Regions from separate parts of the Zea mays genome. Here regions 1 and 3 are each linked to region 2. The links are chromatin contacts, called in public Hi-C maps. All regions are on one chromosome and are shown on one strand. The core of a region is the stretch at or near the end of the contact, and the rest is flanking DNA. Distances in the headings are between cores, read along the strand shown.

What was found. Hi-C and Micro-C count contacts between places; a contact is called where the count stands out from the background.
Region 1: a Hi-C map of tassel shows a contact between it and region 2, with 2.9 times the contacts expected there. The contact joins the promoter of LOC100284680 here to the promoter of LOC100282565 in region 2. A contact is called at or near these places in 5 of 25 Hi-C or Micro-C datasets (ear, endosperm, leaf and 2 more).
Region 3: a contact with region 2 is called in a Hi-C map of ear, with 4 times the contacts expected there. The contact joins the promoter of LOC103632020 here to the promoter of LOC100282565 in region 2. A contact is called at or near these places in 3 of 25 Hi-C or Micro-C datasets (bundle sheath, ear and tassel).

Annotation. Positions count from the first base shown.
Region 1 is chr7:10,332,219-10,336,566 of Zm-B73-REFERENCE-NAM-5.0, reverse strand. LOC100284680 (rhicadhesin receptor) reads right to left here and starts at 2,509. Exons shown (of 2, transcript NM_001372418.1): 1 at 2,198-2,509; 2 at 1,367-2,056. The coding sequence starts at 2,336. The coding sequence ends at 1,500.
Region 2 is chr7:10,071,007-10,075,008 of Zm-B73-REFERENCE-NAM-5.0, reverse strand. It overlaps LOC100282565 (Bifunctional coenzyme A synthase), which reads left to right and starts at 2,429. Exons shown (of 6, transcript NM_001155473.2): 1 at 2,429-2,644; 2 at 2,749-2,820; 3 at 2,940-2,999; 4 at 3,478-3,572; 5 at 3,783-3,852; 6 at 3,951-4,002. The coding sequence starts at 2,504.
Region 3 is chr7:10,522,685-10,526,803 of Zm-B73-REFERENCE-NAM-5.0, reverse strand. LOC103632020 (ABC transporter F family member 4) reads right to left here and starts at 2,546. Exons shown (of 2, transcript XM_023300575.2): 1 at 135-2,546. The coding sequence starts at 2,281. The coding sequence ends at 146.

The sequences.
Region 1 (4,348 bases), core at 1,260-3,759, 260 kb before region 2:
ATGGTCGAGCAGGATTTGGCTACCGCCGGGTGGAGACGGTAATGAGATTCCATACGTCCTATGGGCGGGCCCAACTAAGGCCTTGTTCGGTTATTCCCAATACACATGGATTGAATAAGATTGGAAAAAATTCTTAAGAAGTTTGACTTGTTTGGGATTCAAACCCATCCAATCCCACTCAATCCACATTGAATGAGAGCTAACCGAACAAGCCCTAAACGTAAAATAACGGGATCAGTTACCAGGCAAAAAACACTATATCAAACAAGTTAGGGTTAATTTGGCAACTCTATTTTTCGAGTATTTTCTATTTTTTCATAAGAAATTATTTTATTTTTTAAGAAAATAGAAATCTTTTAGAAAAATGAGGTTGTCAAACTAGCCTAAAAGATAATAACGGTGCATCGCTGTGTATAGAGTTTACATGGTGCTTAAACGTGCAAAAATAATCGTTTAGGTAGTGTTTGGATGGAAGGACGAGGAGTGATGAACAGAGATGAGATGAGATCATTCTAACTTGACCTACGTTTAGTTTAGAGGTCCATAGTCAAGGTCAAGGAATATACTTCAAAAATATATCATCTTTAGATGAGCAGTGATCTCAAAGTTAAGTGCCCGCAGACCAGATTTAGCTACCTGGCACGGACACGGAGACGCTCTCACAGGAGTTTCTTTTTAACTCATCACTACTCCACATACGCTTGGCAATTGCCATGGTCCCTACGACACGCTTTTCCCCTAAAAGCTTGGTACCTTTCCCTTGTCCACTTGCTCTTTCTCTTCTGCGATGCACGCATGCTCTTCTCTTGTGGAGCGAATCCGTCCTGTTTGAATTGGAACAGGAATTCGTCGTCCCATTTACCGTCGTACAGCAAGGGAGGGACGGCTCCTTTTGTTCGTCACAGCAACAATCATTCCTTCAGTTTTCTTTTTGTCACTTTTGCACATTGTATGGATCAAAAAGGACCAAACTCTCTTCCTTTTCTTTAGACCCATGACATGCAATATATAGCTGGAACAGATCTAAAGCCTGTTTGGTTCACTATCTAACTTGTCGTACTTTGTCTTACTTTTCTTCTCGTGGTCTGAACCCAGGAGCTAAATCAAAAGTGACTAAAATTTACTTTGTATCACATCAGATATTTGAATAACTATTATTATGAGCATTAAATATGGTCTAATTATAGTCACTTATAGCTCTTACTGTATAGATCTTTAGCTTCTAAGTGATTAAACTTTAGTCATAGCTTCTAGGATCCAAACAGGACCTAGGGGGTGTGGATCCACCTCTGTGCAGAGCAGGACGACACAAAAGCGCGGAATATAATCGATTAAAGGTAGGCAGGAGCTGAAGGATCATACATAACAGATAAAAGGCATGCAGCAGACTAGCTGATACAGTTGCTTATTAGTGGAGGTACAGCAGGGAAGCAACCAAGTCATAAATCATAATAGGGTAGAAAAAAAATTCAAGGATGACCGCGTCAACAGTACGATCTTCAGGCCTTTTTGGGCGCGAGCCTAGCCTTGATCTTGTCCACCTCCTTGGTGCCGACCTGGAACGCCTTGGCGAGCACGGCGTCGGGCAGCTCGGGCGACGCCGCGAACAGCGCGGCGGCGAGGGACTGCGTGCCGGGAAGCTGGCTGTTGAACGCGGACAAGACGGCGGCGGGGCCGTCGCCGGCGTTGCGCTGGAAGTGGACGAGGCCGCGGGGGAAGACGAACACGTCGCCGGGCGCCAGGGTGCGGGCCACCAGGCGGTTGTTGGCGGCGGTGACGAAGCCCACGTCCAGGGTGCCCTGCAGCACGAACACCATCTCGGTGGCGCGCGGGTGCGTGTGCGGCGGGTTCAGGCCCCCGCCCGGCGCGTAGTCGATGCGCGACATGGACACGCCCAGCGTGTTCAGCCCCGGCACCTTCTCCACGTTCGCGCCCGTCACCGCGGAGCCGTAGGCGCTGGCGCTCGTGTTGCCCGCGCCGCCTAGGCCGCTGAAGTAGAAGTCGTCCGCCGTCACCGCCGCCGCCGCCTTGCAGGCGTACCCGTTCACCTTCACGGCTGCGCACATGTAGATTATTTGGACACGTATGTACGTAATAATAAGTACCAAGAAGTAACTAGTAGCTAGAAAACCGAGGAATTATGGTAGGTAGCTAGCTAGCTATAGGCTATAGCTTGCCGCTACATGCTGCTACTCACTGGACGTGAGGTCCGCGACGCAGATGTCCTGGAGCAGGTCGGGGTCGCCGGCGACGGACGGGGAGGGAAGGAGGATAACCATGGCGGTGGTGGCGACGACAATGGCGAGTCGACGCAGCAGAGAAGGAATGGCGGCCATTGTGATCGAGAGCTTGCTTCTTTGCAGTAGCTAGCTAGCTAGTGCAGCTGTGCTCGTGCTTCTCTCTGAGTATTATGATGACTCTCTCTCTCTCTCTCTCTCTAGCTAGGCTAGCTAGGGGGCCACCCTTTCTTCGCACCCTTGCTGTTGGTCTCTTGCTGGTGGCTTCCAATGGCCTTGCTGGATGCTGGATGGGGTAAAGGTTTTATAACCGGTGGCCTGTGCTGTGCTGTGGTCCTGCAGTGTTAAGGCACTCTGGGAATGAAGGAATGTGGCAAGATTGTCCTTTCACCCCAAGGAATGTGTGCTGGCCTGGCCGCCGTGTGCGCGTGGTGGCGTAGCAGGAGATTGCTGCAGGAGTACACAAGGAACAACGTGATATATAGGCTGCTTATTTAATTTATTTAGTCCACGGTCTGGTGAGCGGTGAATACGAACGGCCAGCAGATTTGCTTGGTCGTGTTAAACCGGAGACTAGAACTCTTGCTTCAAATGAAAGATCACAGTTCCAGCTATCTGTAAGTAGACTCTAGCTCTCTCTAATCAGCTGCGACATAGATACACATCTAGGCAGTCACAACATCCTACAAATCTCGACCATAAACTAGATGCAGTAGGTATACTAGGTACCAGTTCTGCAGCCCCTTTCAGTAATAAAAAAAATCTCTTTCTCCTGTCGGACAGAACCAAGTGTTTAAGAATTAAGATGACCACAACATCACTAGATAACTGCCTTCTTGTGCCTGATCTCGATGATCTGATGGCTAAGGTACTAACATGCTTATCATATTATTCTTTCATATTGTTCCCTTTAGCAAGTATTCAATTAATTATGTGGGCATTTCCTTTTGAGCAAACAGTTTGAATTTCCTCTGGTTTGTTTGTGTATTAAGGTTCCAATTAAAGTACTTTCATTGTTTTTATCTACCATTTTAGTTTGCACTCACTGTGTGTTCTGCTGGACACTTCCATTTTTTTTCACAAACACTTATTTCTCGGTTTAAACATGTGCACACTTACCATATTTCCTTTGCTGTCATTTGGGGGGTTTGCCTGATCTTTCCATGGCATGCTTAATAACTAGCAACTATTTTCAATCTAGCGTGTGCAAATTCAATATCATGAAGCTGATGATTACCCAACAACTTATGATCTCCATATAGGATCAGATTCTCCCGAGGAGAATAATCATCACCTAGGTGATGTCAGTCAAACCCTTTGTATTCTACCTAATGTATTAAAATCACCATCAAACTCCAATAAAGGTGGCCAGCAAAGTCCAATGTCTGTTCGAATACTTTTTCTACTAACCTGTCTTCCTTCTCATTGTTACTTCTTAAGTTTGATTTTGTAAACATTGCAGAGATTTGTCGAGCTTGTGTGGCAAATAAACATTCCAGATAATTTTATGGCCTGTACATGAGAGCAACCTTTTGCTTGATATCACAAACGTTGTTATTGGGGATATAATTTACCTCTGTGATGAACAGGTGCTCAAAGGGATCGATGGTGAGGGGTCTGGATGGAATCAGGAAGAGTTTGTTGAGCCTGTGTGGCAAAGTGTGCTGTAGCTACGACAAGAATTGAAGTTTAACAAGTGCAAGCGTTGCAAGAGCTAGAGGAAATTGTAGCTGACTTTCTGTGGGCAACCAGTGCAGGCGTTGCAAGTGCATGGGTGAAAAAAATGAATGAGCAGGCATGTCATTTTCAATTTTTTTTAAAAAAGCCACGAACCAGCTTTTAGAAACTAGCTTCTAAACAGCCGCTCCAAAGTTTTTTAGAAAACAGTTTTAAGAAACTGAAATAAAAAAACTCTAATGAATGTTCATGGGGTGCCCCGGCACAAGTGTCTGGTGTGTCATGTCTAGACCTCGTTCGTAGCTTATGGGCTGGCATGATATAGTCCGTTGTCTAGCCTCGCTCCTAGTTTATGGGCCGGCATGGTACAGTCCGTTATCTAATTCGTGTCAATGGTCTAATCCGTGTCGTGCTCTACTGGGCCGGCCCGTGTT
Region 2 (4,002 bases), core at 1,180-3,679:
CGCATGAATGAATACTTATATACCCAATTCCTATGGTTTTCACCAATTTCTTTGCTTCATAAAAAATTTTTGGGAGTGCTGAACCCTCAGGGAGTGTATCATTAAGTAAATCAAGTAGTAAGTTAAAAGATCTATCAGTCCATCCTCCGAGGAGTTTGATGTGGAGTAATCTAATCAGAAAACGTAGCTGCGTATATTTCTTGCAGTTTGGATATAACTCTTTGCTATTTTCTGCAACCAACTTTTGAATAGCAACTAGCTCCTCACAGGGGTCAACAAAAGAGCTTGTATCCTCAAAATCTCCTCTATCATCTAAACCAGTAGCTAAGTCTCTAAGCAAATCAGAAATGTCATCATCTTCATTAGGTTCCTCCATAACCTCATTGTAATCATAGTTTCCATGATTCACAACAGAGCTAGTCTCCCCATGCAAGTTCCATATCGTGTACCCTTTTAGAAACCCATCGCATATTAAGTGCTCACGTATTTCACTTGCCTCTTTCCAAAACGAGTTAACACACTTTCTACAAGGGCATAAAATCTTGTTCCCTACAGCCGAATTTCTAAATGCAAAAGCCAAGAAGTTGTTTACACCTTGTAAATATGTCTTGTCGTGCCTACATGCATCATCATTTTCATTCTTAGGTTAAATTCCATTTAAGCTATAGATATCACATTTATATTTGTGTTATAATGGATTTGTACCTAGCATCATCATTGATCCATGTCTTATCCACCATGGTTTAGGACTACTTCTTAGAAATCAGTGACTGCAATCAAAGTTATAGAAAAATATATTTCAGGTTATCAACTCACAACTCCCTCCTTCCCCACTAATTTACATTTAAACATTGTAGCATAATCAGTGACTGCAATCATAATTTGAAGTTTTAAACATTGTAGACATAAAACTTTCCTGGGATCGGACGGCAGTACCGTAGCCGCGCCGACGCTTCTCCGCTTGACTCGTTCCAGTGCGGTCGGCCTCGCTCCAGTAGAAGTGGGGCGCCGGCTGGGGACGAAGGTTGGCGTAGCAGGGCACGCGGCTGGGCCGGGGACGGGACGGCGGACTGCGCGCGTGGCTGCAGAGGAGACTGCGCGCGCGCGTGGCTGGGGATGGCGGACTGCGCGCGCGGCTGGCTGACGGTGGACTGCGCGCGCGGCTGGCTGACGGCGGACCGCACGCGTGGCTGGCTGGGGACGGCGGACCGCGCGCGCGGCTGGCTGGGGACGGGACGGCGCGCGGCTAGGGCTGGGCAAAATACTCGTGGCTCGTGAGCTCGCTCGACTCGTGGCCAGCTCGGCTCGACTCGACTCGGCTCGTTTCAATTTTATCACGAGCTGAGCTAACATCTCAGCTCGGTTCGTTAACGAGCCAGCTCGACACGAGCTCGAGCCAGCTCGTTAGCTCGAATGAGCTAGAATTTATCTGTAAAACAAAGCCTATACTTGTATTGGATGAATTAATAAGTGATGAACTATGTTAGTTTAGGGTTTAAATGTTGTGATATATAAAATTATGAGTATTGTTAGTCTTTTCTAGTGTTAAATTAGTATGAAATTAACTAGCAATTGATTATATTGTTGTATATATACATGTATAATATTTTTTATTCTGGCTCGCGAGCTAAACGAGCCAGCTCGAGCTCGCAAACGAGCCGAGCCGAGCTGGTTCTCTGGCTCGGTTGCTTAACGAGCCGAGTCGAGCCAGCTCGTTTCCTTAACGAGCCAGCTCGAGCTCGGTCGAGCCGAGCCGAGCTGGCTCGATATCCACCCCTACGCGCGGCCGGCCGGCTGGGGAGGAGCCGACGGCGTGCGGATGCGTTGGGGAGGAGAGTGTGCGCGGCCGGCCGGCTGGGGAGGTGACGGCGGTTGGCTGGGGAGGTGACGGTCGGCCTGCTGGGGAGGTGACGGCGGTTGGCGACACGCGGCGGCTGGTTGTTTTCGCGGCGGCTGCTCGGGAAGTAATAGGGTTTTGGGCTTTGTGCGCCAACAGGCTCGATAAATTGCACATGTTTTTTATGGCGACTGACAGCGCGATGCTATAGGTATGAAATGCCGACTGACAACGCGACACTATTCACATATAAATATAACGACTAACACTCAGTTGGAATTTAGACATATACCGACTCACCATCTGTGGCTATGTATACCGACTAACAATTTGATGTTAATTCTCTATTTATAGCGACGGTCGTCAGACACTAATTTGGTGTTGTGGTATAGTGATTTAACACCGTTAAATGATGTTGATAACAGAATAGAAGCAAACTGGTTGTTCGTTTAAAAAAAATAGAAGTATACATGTAAAGTTTAAAAAAACAGGATAAAATCGGATTAGTATCTTCGAACCTCGGGAACCATGTACAACAAAAAAAAATCTGTGTGCATCGAGTCATTGTACTGATCTACAGCTACGACGAGTAAAACAAGAAGCCGTACCTGTACGGTCTTCTCTATAGAGGGAGCAATTGGAGAGAGAGAGAAAGAACAGCGAAAAATGGTCGATGCCGGCGACATAACGGCCGGAGGGCCGCCGCGCGCTCACGAGGAGGAGCAAGCGGGAACTCCGGCATACGGTTCGGTGGTCCTCGGCGGCACTTTTGACCGCCTCCACGACGGCCACCGCCGCCTTCTCAAGGTGCTTTCTTAGGGGGGGAAATAGGCACGTAGATTTTTGTTCCTCCTGTCAATTGCGATTGAATCTTGCTTTCTTCGGGGTACCGGGGAATTGGTGGGCGGCAGGCCTCCGCGGATTTGGGGAGAGACCGGATCGTGGTGGGCGTCTGCACGGGACCTATGCTCGCCAAGAAGGAGGCATATTCTCGCTCGCCTTTGCCCAAAGATTGAGCCTTTTTATTTTACTATGAACATTATGTCACCAGTTATTGGACCCTGTGGTGATTCACAGTCGGTTTATTGATTCTGTTGGGCAGTATGCGGAGCTTATTGAGCCCGTTGACAAGCGCATCAAGGGTGTGGAGGATTACATCAAGGTTGTGGCGTGGTTATGGCTACCCTGTTTCTTGTTTCTGTGCGGTTTCTGCTCCTATGCAATTAGAAGTATTTGGGGATGGATGCCAAGCTGTTTTATATATGCAGGGGAGAAGGTGCATAAGCATCAGTAGTTCTTTTCATACGGAAATTTGTCAGTTTTGCAGATGAAATAGAAGTATATTGTTACTGTTATGTGCCTAGAGATTTGTTTTTTATCTAAGAGAAGTTGTTAAGCATGGTTTACTTTGGATGGAGTTTCTGAAATGGAAATCAGCCATATGTTCTCAATTTTGGAGATACATGGCTTTGAATGTGTAGGAGTTATCAGTTCCATATCTCCATTGTGTATATCCTTGCATTGGGTAATTTGGGGAAGGAACTACAAAGAAGAATATGCCTATGTGTTTGTGTATCTGTGTTTTGTCTACCATTTGATGTGTTGACAATAATCCATGATTGGTCTGTTGTCATATGCAGTCTATAAAGCCAGAACTGATAGTACAAGTGGAGCCTATTGAGGACCCTTATGGCCCATCCATAACTGATGAGAAGTTGGATGCCATTATTGTCAGGTATCAACAATAGCGACATCCCCCTTTTTCAAGCATTTAGCTGTCCATCCATAACTACTACATTTGTTCTTCATGTGCATATGAGTATATGACCTTACCATATTGGACCTTGGAATACGTGATCTCCTAATATGTAAACAGTTCATATTCATTTTTAAGCTTCTCTTTCTACTGGACATCATTTGACATAGCAATGCTGTTTATATTCAGTAAGGAGACATTAAATGGTGGACTGGCTGTAAATAGGAAAAGAGAAGAGAAAGGGTTCCCACTGTTGAAGGTTCATTTGTGCTTGCTTCTATATTTTCTTTAATTGATTTTATTCTACTACTCGATGCACTATGTAGCTGGCTCAAATGTGAATGATTTAAATTTCAGGTTGAGGTTGTTGATCTCCTTTCCGGCGGTGTGGAGGGGGAAAAATTGAGTT
Region 3 (4,119 bases), core at 1,297-3,796, 450 kb before region 2:
GCCCCATTTTTACAAAGTTGGAACCATATATGAATACTCTGCAAACCAGAGTAAAGAGAACTCAGTAATAGTACATGCAATTTCAGTTCAAGAAAACAGCCTATTATATAAATAAACAGCAAAGCACAACTAACTTGGAGCAGCATTATTCTTCAACTTCCTTCTTTATTTCTTCCATGAGTTCATCCTTGTAATCCTCAAATGTGCCATCATATCTGTTCACAGTCCCATCCTCCACAACCCATATCTCGCTCCTTTGCTCATCCTCACAAACACGAGATATCAATCGTGAGTCATGGCTAACCAAGACGACACCTCCAGTGAATTCATCCAGCGCGTCTGCCAATGCATCGATACTTTGCATGTCCAAGTGATTCGTTGGCTCGTCAAGCAGGAGTATGTGAGGTTGAGACATTGATATAGAAGTGAACACAACTCGGGCCTTCTGCCCGCCAGATAATTTGACAATTGGAGTGAGATGGTTGTGTCCAGGTAACCCAAACTTCCCGAGCTTAGCACGGACAGCCTCTGCTTTGCTCATTCCCTCCTGATCTGGGTGGAGCCTCAACAAATATTGAACTGCATTTTCCTCCATTGTCAGCAAGTCAACAAAATGCTGCGAGTATCGTCCAATCCTCAGCTTCTGGCTCCTCCTTGCCTCCCCTTCTGTTGGGATAAGATCACCCGCAAGTAAATTAAGCAGCGTAGACTTCCCAGCTCCATTGGGCCCAACAATAGCTACACGTGTTCCCATATCAATGCCAACATCAACACCTGAGAGTTTGAAGTCTGGCCTACCAGGGTAGCTAAACCCTACCTCAATGAGCTGAAGGAGAGGTGGTGTGAGCTCTGTAGGCTCTGGGAAATGGAACTCAACACTGTAGTCACGCCACTTCCGCGGCACAGCTACCTGTTTCTGGTCATCATCGTCATCTGCAGCACTCTTCCCTTTCCCCTTGTTCTTGGCGGCCTCTTTAGCAGCCTTTGATAGCGCCTGGCCCTTAACCTTATCCTGTGCGGCCTTGCTCCCAGACTTCCTGGCCGCTTTCATCTGCTTCTCATACACCTCGAACTTTCGGTTCATCTCCTTCCTTTTCTGCTCATACCCACTCTCAAAATCATTAAAATTTCCACGGTACACATGAAGACTTTTATCATGCAAGTGTATGATCTCATTGCACACTGTATTCAGGAAGTCACGGTCATGGGAAACAACAATCAATGTCTTCTTCCACTGGGAGCACAAGTATTCCTCCAGCCATAGCACAGCGCGCAGATCCAGGTGATTAGTCGGCTCATCGAGCAGCAGCAGAGTTGGCTGCATGAAGAGCGCACGGGCAAGCGAAATACGCATCCTCCAGCCACCACTGAAGGACTTTGTGGATCTGGCCTGCATCGCCTGATCAAACCCCAGCCCCGCAAGAATCTTGGACGCTCGGGCACGGGCGACGTCAGAGCCCACGAGATTCAGCTTCTCATACACCTCCACAAGCCGCTCGTTGTCATCAGCATCATTAGAGGCCTCAAGCCTCGCCTGCTCGGCCTGGAGGGCGGTGAGCTCCTCGTCGGCGGCGACCACGGCCTCGAGGGCCGAGCGGTCATCGCCGATGATCTCCTGCTCGACGAGCAGGACATCGATGTTCCGCGGCACGGGGACCTGGCGCCAGGCCAGGAGCTTGAGCAGGGTGGACTTGCCCATGCCGTTGGGGCCGACGAGGCCGTACCTGCGGCCGTGCGAGATCCGGAGGGAGGCGCTCTTGAGCAGCTCCTTCCCGCGCGCGGAGACGGAGAAGTTCTCGAGCACGACGTCCCTGACGTTGTCGTCGACGGTGCCGTCGGCGGCGGAGGAGCCCGGGACGCGCGCGCCGATGACGACGGAGAAGGCGTCGCGGTCGTCGCGCAGCGCCTCCTGCCTGGCGGCCTCGGCGGCTGCGGCCGCCACGGCCTCGCGCTTGTCCTTCTTCTTGGCGTCCTTGTGCGACGGCGCAGCGCCGGCGCTGAGGTCGACGGCGGCGCGGGCCGGCTTGGGCTTGGCGGCGGCGAGCTGGGCCTCCTCTTGGTCCTCGTCGTCGGAGGGGGGCAGGTCGATGTCGCCCATGTACGAGGACGCCGGCGCCTTGGAGGGCTTCGCCTTGGCCTTGGACGGCGCCGCCGACTTGGAGGACTTGGGCTTCGCCGCGGGGGCGTCCATGGAGGCGAGCATGGCTGACACCGACATAGGTTTCTCCTTTTTCCCGCCGCCGGCGGCCGCGGAGGAGGACGAGGTGTCCTTTCTTCCCATGGTGGTGGTGGTGGCAGCGGCGGCGTCGTGGGATGGGGGAATTTGGGTTTGGCTTAGGGCCAGGGGAGTAAAGTAGATCGGGGATTTTTGTGGACCGGAGGATTTTGGATATACGAGGGGTCGAGGGGAGGAAAAAGGAGATCGGACGGTTGGTCCGGCCCGTCTCGGACTCCGATTTACGGATGGCAGGTATGGATATATACAAATAATCGTAGATATAGTTATTTATCTATTGAATATAGTTATAGTTAGATTTGTTATCCATGAGTATGGCTATAGATATAATAAAGTATTTATGGATAATTTTTTTTATGCATGTGTATCCAGTATCTAAACAAAGCTAGCTAGAGGGGATAACTCAACTAAAATTTGTTTGATCAATTCACTAATTTACACCAAATTACTAGATCAGTCATAGACGATGATATGAAAAAGATCCATAGATTGGCCATAACAAAATTGGCCAGACAATTAAAATTTGATAAGGAAGAAAATGCAGAGGGGTAGAAGAGGATGACAATGACAAGCAATAAAAGTATCATTTTTTTACATACTATATAGTTTTATTTTTTGCATTTATTTATTTTGTTTGAACTATATTTTTTCTTGATTATATGACCAGATGATTTTTCCAGTAAAATATCATATTTTATTTTAAATAAAAATTCTTAAAAGAACTGATATGGTGTCGGGATGAACATGAGGTGAAGGTAAAGTAGAACGTTGCCATATATAAGGGCTAATGACGATCGATATCACGGTACTAACATAATCGGTACCGGAACCAGCCTTGTCGTCGTGGGTGCACGCACACACCTTCGCCCCTATTTGAATAAAAGCATGAAAATAAGATAGCAAGCTAGGTTTGCACAATATAAACCCCAGAGGAAGAAATCAGAGAATCAATTGTATGGTTTAGTTAAATCCTAAAGTTATATTTTGATAATAACTGACACATCATTCTATCTATACTGTTTCATGTGCATTGCTGCGCAGTTTTTTTTTTAAAAAAGTTATATTTGTTATAGATATGGCATTACTATATAGTATCCTAGCTACTATGTACATATATTAGCTTGGTTGCATGTTATTTCGTTGCACATATCTTGTAAAAATCGGTAAGCTAATAAAATATTAGGTTATATTTTGGAAGGATAGGATGATAAAACAAATAAAACATGCAGATAACTTATATGTATTGCATATAGGTTCTGTTTGGTACAGCTTATTTTTAGCTTCTTCACAAATTTAAGCCGAAGTTCTGTCAAACAGACAGCTTCTGCAGCAGCTTATCAGTTAACATATTTCTCAAAATAAACTAAAAGCAGCCAATAAGCATAAGCTGCTTTTTACTAACTTATCAGATAAACTGCTTTTTCAACAAACAGCAGTTGTGCCAAACAGGGCCATAGTAAGATGACACGGAGTTTTTTGTAATCAATAAAAGGATGGCATGCATACTTTTTATTAAAGAATGAATGAGCATATAGATTTATCTATATCTATTTCTATATCACTATTAATCCACTAGTTTGGTCATCCAAACCAAACGAGCCTCATCTATAACCTCCACTAAATCTTCCAAATAAATTACATTTAGATTTAACACACCACCAAAACCAACAATTCAAATTATTGGATAATATTATCTCTCTTACTCACTCAAAATCAATAAACAATATTATTTAAATCATATCACATCTCTCTCATCTTCCTCATCTACGACTCCACCACCTCTAGATTCTTCTTCCCACTCCCCTGCGTCCCTGCTGCCTCCTCCTCCCCATAACTCGCGCCGCCGTCATCAACCTCTTCCCCGACGCCGCCACTTTCCTCTT